2 separate regions of the Capsicum annuum genome follow, and region 2 is linked to region 1. The links are chromatin contacts, called in public Hi-C maps. All regions are on one chromosome and are shown on one strand. Each heading gives the region's core, a stretch centred on a gene start, on an enhancer-like site or on the middle of the called end of the contact. The rest is flanking DNA. Distances are from core to core; before and after follow the strand shown.

Evidence for each region. Hi-C and Micro-C count contacts between places; a contact is called where the count stands out from the background.
Region 2: a Hi-C map of placenta shows a contact between it and region 1, with 5 times the contacts expected there. The contact joins the promoter of LOC107878148 here to the enhancer-like site in region 1. A contact is called at or near these places in 3 of 5 Hi-C or Micro-C datasets (leaf and placenta).

Annotation. Positions count from the first base shown.
Region 1 is chr7:163,502,284-163,506,223 of UCD10Xv1.1, forward strand. No RefSeq gene overlaps it. Among protein-coding and RNA genes, the nearest start is that of LOC124885803, 72 kb to the right of the region's middle. Within about 2 kb of position 2,073, at least 2 of the 5 cell types and tissues checked have an H3K27ac peak or open chromatin away from gene starts, as enhancers often do.
Region 2 is chr7:163,593,744-163,597,683 of UCD10Xv1.1, forward strand. It overlaps LOC107878148 (scarecrow-like transcription factor PAT1), which reads left to right and starts at 2,018. Exons shown (of 2, transcript XM_016725054.2): 1 at 2,018-2,264; 2 at 3,775-3,940.

The DNA of each region.
Region 1 (3,940 bases), core at 823-3,322:
ATGGATCACAGCCTTTTTATAGGGTTCTAAATATATAAATTTTATATACGGAAAAGGACCTAAAATATCCTTTAACTATGTAAACTGGTGTAAAAATGCACTTCATTTATCTATTGGGTCTAAAATATCCTTCTCGTCTACCTATTGGGTCTAAAATACCCTTCTCACCTACCTATTGAACCTAAAATATCGTTTCCGTCTACCTATTGGGCCTATTTTACCCTTTTATTTAGGCAAATTATATGAAAAGACCATCCTTAAAACTTAGTTACATAAATAATAATACTTTTTCAATATTACCAAAAAAAAATAAAAAATTACATATATAGCCATTTTAAAAAATCAGAAATGATAATTATAATTCTTAATTTAATGTTGTAACTAATTATCAGTTCACCTTAATTTAAGGGGTGTTTTTTCAATCTTCAAATTAAAAGTGGAAAAGATAATACCTGCTTTCAAATCTTTCTCTCTCTTATATTCAAAATTCAAATATTAGCTAAGTATTTCATTATTTGCCCGTGTATGTTCCGTTTTGTTTTCATGTATGTTAATCATGCAATATTATTTTATTATTGTGTATTTTTAATTTTAATGTAATGGGTTAACCATAATTTTTTATGGATAAATATTTATGGAATAAAAGTCATTATATTGGAAGTACAAATATACCATGTATTGTTGTTGTATAAATATAATTTATGATAAAGTTAGATGATTATTATTATTATATTTTTGATATAATTTATGAGAAAAATATTCATGGTATATCTCATTATGTCGGAAGTATTTTTCTTGTTAAAAAGTTATTTATTAAATACAAATATATAGTTTCAGTATTACATGGTATAAATTTTTTATATCTAAAATATACCACATACGTTTATGGTATAAATAATTTATATGATATAAATATAATTTTTATGGTATAAATATATCATGTATTTTTATGATAAAAATATAATTTGTATAATATATAAATATACCATGAATTTTTATGGTATAAATATATCATATATTTGTATGAAGATATCGTGAAAGCCGGCAATAAAAATAAAAAATCCAAAATTTTGATATAGTATATAAAAAATAAATGAACAATGGCTTTCATAAAATTAGGCAATAAATAAGAAATATGAGAATTTAATATATAATTATTTTTCTATATATTAGAATCTATTGTAAAATAAAATATGTTATATGCTATATTTGACAACCAACTAATACAGTTATGTATAAGTAATAATTTTTTTAAAATGACTATTTATGTTGTTGTTTTTTTTTATTTATCAGATCAATTTGGAATAACGAAAAATTGATATTGTGCACTATTTATTTGATTAATATTAATAAAAATGATAGGAATTTTATGCAGTTTTATAAAAATAAGTCGTGGTATTATATAATTTTTTTTTTAAATAACAGAATAAAATAGTCCTAATAGGTAGACAGAAAGAGTATTTTAGGCCCAATAGACATAAAGGGCCTTTTAGGCTCAATAGATAGAAGGAAACATTATTACACTATTTCACATAGTTAAAGGATATTTTAGACCCTTTTCTGTTTAATAAATATAAAATTTATGCTAAAACTACTAAATTCAATTGATCTCAATATTTAAACAATTAACTCCCAGACATTGTAGATTTTGAATTGAGAGAATGAATATTGAAATGTATTATAACTCTATACCTGTGTATTTTCTTGTATACAAACATATTGTAGATAGACTCCTTCACTAATCCAATACTTTGCTTGTGGGGTTTATGAGAATTCATTAATTTTTCCTCAAATTCAGTATATATATTAAAATATTTATTAAATATTTATAAAAATTTAACTTTAAATTCAATTATTATCATATCTATATTAATTAAAAATTATTATAAAATTCATGAACTTCAAATTACCAAACCTGTAATTTGAATGTGACAGGGAACTTGGAGAAAGAGTGGAGAATTACTTTTTTGATAAGGTCTTCATCGTCATGTGAGTTACAGGGTCCCATGCATATTGTAAATGGCTTTCCACGGTGGTGGGGAGCTAATATATACCAAAAGTCTTTGTTCTCATGTTTGAAGTTTGAACTATTGAATTGTTTATTGTAAAAACATAAACATAAACTAGTTGCACACGCGTGCGCAGACAGACACTAATAATATACATAATATAAAGTAGTATTTAAATTATATTTTTAACATATACTAACTTCTATTATTATGCGCATGCCATTCAATGACTTGGCACCCTTCCAAAATAATATATCCCTCCAAAATAATCAAGATAAAAAGTACACTACGGAACAAACAATTTTGTTTTTTTTGAAAAAAGAAAAATTGTCTAAGAAACACACCTCTTCTGGAAACATTATTGCTCATACATGCATGTTATTTTTTAAAAATAAAAAATTAAAACGAAAATTCACATTTCATATTTTTCTTATAATAAGGGCCTAAAAAGATTCAAGAGGGCAACCACCCCCAAATTGATCCTATTTTTTGTCTTTTCTTTACACATTATCACAGTAGTTTTGATAAGGAGGAGCCGTGGAAGACATTGATTTTTTTTTTTTTCCAAAAAAAACAGAGAGGGTAAAGATGATAAATAAGTTCATGATTAAATATAGGAGTTTTGTGGTTTTGTTTCCTTTCTTTTTCTTTTTTCTACATAGGAGAAAGAAAAATAAGAAAAAAGAACACGAGATCTTATTAATAGTATTATAAAAACAGGATATCAGATTACGATATGCATTTGAGATCTTCGCAATTAAAAAATATGAATATTATATTTGAACTATTTGTTTGGAAACACAAGGAGTTGAATGAAGAGATGAGACTATCAAAAGTTGTCATGATGTGATAGATAGAAATCTTTTAGGAGTATCTTTTATTAGAGTTCACAATCTAGCTTTGCAAAAAAAAAAAATCTTCCATCTTTTATTGGACTTTCCAATTGAATTTTGAAAAGAAAAAAATCACGATAACAAGCACTTCATTTATAAAGTGGATGGTAAAAATAGTGGATAATTTATATGTCGTGCAATAACAACTCAATGAGTGAAACTCCCTTCACAGAGTCAAAATAGAGGAAATTCTTACATCCTGTTAGGAGGGCGGACGTATCCCTACTCTACTATTATTGTTCCTTTACATGTACTCCCACCATCCGTCTTAAATTTTTTAATTTGTTATCTCATTTTATTTATTTTTTTTACTTTGTCAAGATAAAATAAATTTTTTTTTCATTATACTCTTAGTATCATTAAGAGTACACCATTAAGAATACAAATGGTGTTTTGGTATTAGTCATCCATTAATATTGGAACTAACAACAAGACACAATTAAGAGAGGGAAAATGATAAAGTTATATTGTCCATCATTATTTTCTTAATAGCTGTGTCATCCTAATTTGAAACCGATAAAATAAAACGAAGGAAGTACTTATTAGTTACAACTCTATTTGTAATTCTAACAAAGAGCATTTTCTTATTATTTTACATGACATAAATTTAAATTAATTCAAATTTTAAAGTCAATGTCAAACGTGGGATGAATGAAAACAAAAATTAGACAAAAAGATAAAGAGGGCTTGTTGTTGTTTAAGATAAGACTTTGTGGGGCCATGAGATAAACACTTCTTTGGTAAGTAGGGAGACAGAGGAAACAACATTCCATTTTTTTATTTATGCTTTTATATCTTTGCTAACGGAATAAATCTTCAAGAGGGGAAATGGGGAATCCCTTGCGTGATTACATGCAAATTAATTAATGAATAAAATACATAATCTCACATCAGATAGCAAAGTTAGGAACTTAACTAATCACATTTTTTTTCAAGTAGATAGAGACAATTATGAACATGACATTACTTAATTACCCTTAAGTTATTTTCAGTTTAATAAATAAAAGCTTATTTAAAAGAAAAACAAACTGCGAGCTT
Region 2 (3,940 bases), core at 768-3,267, 91 kb after region 1:
GACTTGATTTAAAATGAATGGAAGGCATTTAACTATAACTCCATCAGTCAAGCTCTTTATCTACTCTAGACTCTAGACCCTAATGCCAAATTTAACTCACAATATAGAATATTCCCTAAAACAATATTGTGCTTTTTTTTTTTTTTTTTACTAGTACCAATTAATGAGATTTTTTAATTTGGCATTCGGAATTTATTGATTCAGATTCACGTTGCGTTGCATGAGACTTATTTAAGGAAAAGGAACCAATCAAAGAAAAATTATTGTATTTTAAGACTCAAATTCAAAATCTATAATTATAAATGGTGAAATTTTGATCTATTCCATCATAATTGGACAAAAGAGTCCATATTGTCAAGTCCGTCGCCTTTTTTTTTTATTTTGACTTATATTTGATAGACGTCGATCATTTTGCCCCTTGATTTTTGACTTATTTTTAATAGTAAAATCTACTCTAAATAAGCTCAAAATTGTAACATAAATTTCAACAATAATAAAAAAGAAATTCGAGTCGTGGTTTTGTTAAAACAATAAAAAGTAACATCAAGTCTAGTAAATTCATTTTACAACAATGATAATTTGTCAAAATTTTGTCAAATAGGAGGAGAAGAAGGGAGAGTAGGAAAAACATAGAAGGAGATTAGCTTATTTGAAATTACCTGTACTTTGAGTACTAATTAAACTTTTAAGAAGAGGAGAAAAAACATTGAACAAGCAGCTTGTTTGAAATCATCTGTACCTTAGGTAAAACATTATGTGAAATTTTATAAAATAATTAAAATTCGTCACCCGTAAAATCTATTAAAAAATTTCCATCAAAAAGGACCATTTCAATGCTAAAACTGAAATTTCTGATTAATGGTGTGATTCCTATATATCTATTCTGACACAATTCTTAATGGTCTTTAATTAACTATCAATTTTGGAATGAAAAATCATAAAATAAAAGTTAAAGTGTTATTAAATAGCTAGGTTAGTAGCTTCATTGATTTAATAAACACTGTAATTGTGCTAAATTGCCAACCGTTAATGACTAATAAGGTATTTGTCTAGCATTTATTTGTGAGTATAATATGTATAATTAAAATCAAGGTACATAAGGCATTTAACCATAAGCCAAACTCTTAATCTAGTCTAGACCCTAATGTTCATTATAATCATATGGACAAATACAATTAGCTCACAATTTCTTTAAACATTGTGCAATTCTATTACAATCAATAAATGAAATTTTTTATCTGGTATTCAAAATTATTGATTTATTTAATACAAATTCATCAATTCATGTTACTATTTAATGTTTCAAATACATTATTAATATATTATTAATAAAACAAATTCAAATACACTATTAATAAAACAAATTTTTTCAGTTTGATTAAGTGACAAACTTGAGTGCAATATCTCAATGATGACGATCTCTCAACAAGAGAAAATAAGATCTGTTTATAGTTTAGCTGATGGTAGAAGTAAAACCACACTAAGCCAATAACTTTCGAAAGAAAACAACAACATTAAGACAACAACAATAAAATATGAAAAAAATAAAGTATGTCTTAGGGATAAAAATATAATCTTATATAATATTATTATATTATCAGTTTAACCATTAATTAAAATTTTAAAACCCAAAATTGGATCGAGAGCCCAATAAAAAAGTTTACAAAAATTATTAACTCAATAATCTAATACTAATAAATCAATAACACTTTTTTTTATTCGATTTATCGATTGAACTAATTTTTGCATACCTATAATCTCGTGTATTTTGAGTATCATACACTTTTTTCATAGTCATTATTCTTTTTTAAGTATGCTCGTTTATATTTTCGATTAGTATTTTGTGTTAGACTTCTACTAACCTTACCCTTTCACTTCAGAAGGTAATGATAAGATCTAAGCACGCCTCTCGACTCAATTTATAAAATTACACTGAAGTGTTGTCAAATAGTACCTTGCACTTGCCCATGCCCACTAGTTATTGCTTATAGAGCCTTTTAGACCCACTAGATCAATTAATAACAAAACCATAGTGGCATTCTTGTGTTTTTCCTAAACAATAAGGTCTTAATAATAATCATGATCTTTTTATAATACTTAAATTCACAGATTTTTTTTTTTTATCTTCATAGGGTCCTCTGCTCTTTCTTCCCCTTTCTCTATCATCAGCATAAATAAATAAACTGTTCTTTGAGTTGTAATAAAGAAACAACATATTGCAAAACAAAAACAAAAACAAAAAATTGGGATTCTTCAGTTTTAAGGTTGGTATACCAACTTACTAAATTCATAGTAATATGTAACTTCAGTTACTGTTTATAAATTCTTTGTGGTTGCTTCTAAGCTTCTTTGCTATATTATCCCATTTCACTTCTTTTTCTTTCTTTCTTTAATGTGATAAAGTTGAAATCTTTTTGATATTCTTGATTCAATTTGAGGATCTTTTTTTCTTTTGAGAAAAATCCAAAAATTTATGTTCAACTTGGTTATTGGTTATCTGATAGATCTACTAAAGGTAGAATTTTTATACTTACAATTTGTATTTTAATTCATTTAGCTGAGATTTTTTCTCTTGTTTTTGTAAATATTGTGGATTCTTGAGAAAATGAAGCTCTTTTTTGAAGTTGGGTTTAATCAAGAATGTGACAAAGTTTGTTTATACTGTTATTTTGGAATTTATGGCAGTTGAAATGAAAGACTGAGTTTCAGTTTTTAAATTGAACTGATAAAAACATATTAAAGAAAGAAATTAAACTCTTGCTTTTAGTAGTAATTTATTAAGAAGGTTGTAGATACATGGACCATTTTATCTGGTTCATGTTCTGCTCAATCTTTCTTGCTGCATTCAGTGTACTTTTTTTTTTTTTTTTTTTTTATAATTTATATCCGTGGTGTCCGGGCCAGCTTAGCTTATTTTTGTACTTTGTTAGAATGGCTTATTTAATAAGAGCAGTTTTCTCTTTACTTTCAATTTTTTGGTTAGATCACTTGCTTCTTTCATTTTTTTCTACTCCTTTTTTAGTTTTCAATTTCAATTGAAGTAGTTTATGTTCTTGATTAAAGCCATTGATTTTCATCCATGGTAGATTTTCTTTTTCCTTTTTTTCTTTTTTTGAAATATCAAATTCTTGACCTTTTTGCTAATTGAGATTATAGTGGATCTTTGTCTAGGACTTCTGGTGTAACTAGTTTTTTTTGCTTTCAAGGTAAACAGATTGGACTAACTTGAAGTTTATCCATGTTTTAACCACTAGAAAATTCTGAGGATATGTCACTGAGTATATTGGTCACTGATCCTTTTCTTACAATGAATATAAATTTAGTTTAAATATGTATTTTTTTTAAAAAAAATCAATAGTATAAATTAGATGAAGTAACATAATCTATAGAAGTAGTAGGTAAGTTCAGTAGTATATTTTGATCAGTGGCCAGCTCAGTTGGTAATACAGATTTACATTTTTTTTTTTTTGTTGAGGTGTATTTGATTCTGCAAGCATTCATCATTTTTCGGTTTTCCTTTACGTGATCTGTTGCTTCATAGGATTGATCTGAGATAGTGGTAACTAGATTTGAGGTTGGTTTAAAGTAGATAAAGCATAATGTGTAGTTGCTGCAGTAATCTCACTCAATGCTACATAGTAGAAGTAATGGCATAACACTTTAAAGTCTTTAACAAGCTGCAATATAGATGTTGAATAGCGCATATTAGTTCCTTACTCTGACTTTATATTCCACTGCTTCTTCTCCAACAAATACTATATGTATAATGTGTAGGTTGTCATGGTTTGCTGCTAGAGTTTGTCCTTCCCTTTCCGAATTCCGAACGCTGCTCAGCTTTTGAGGTTGGTTCACTGTGAAGATTAAAATCACTCCACTGCGGCACCATGAAACTTTGTAAGATGTATAATCCTTGACACCAAATAAACGTGCACACCAAATA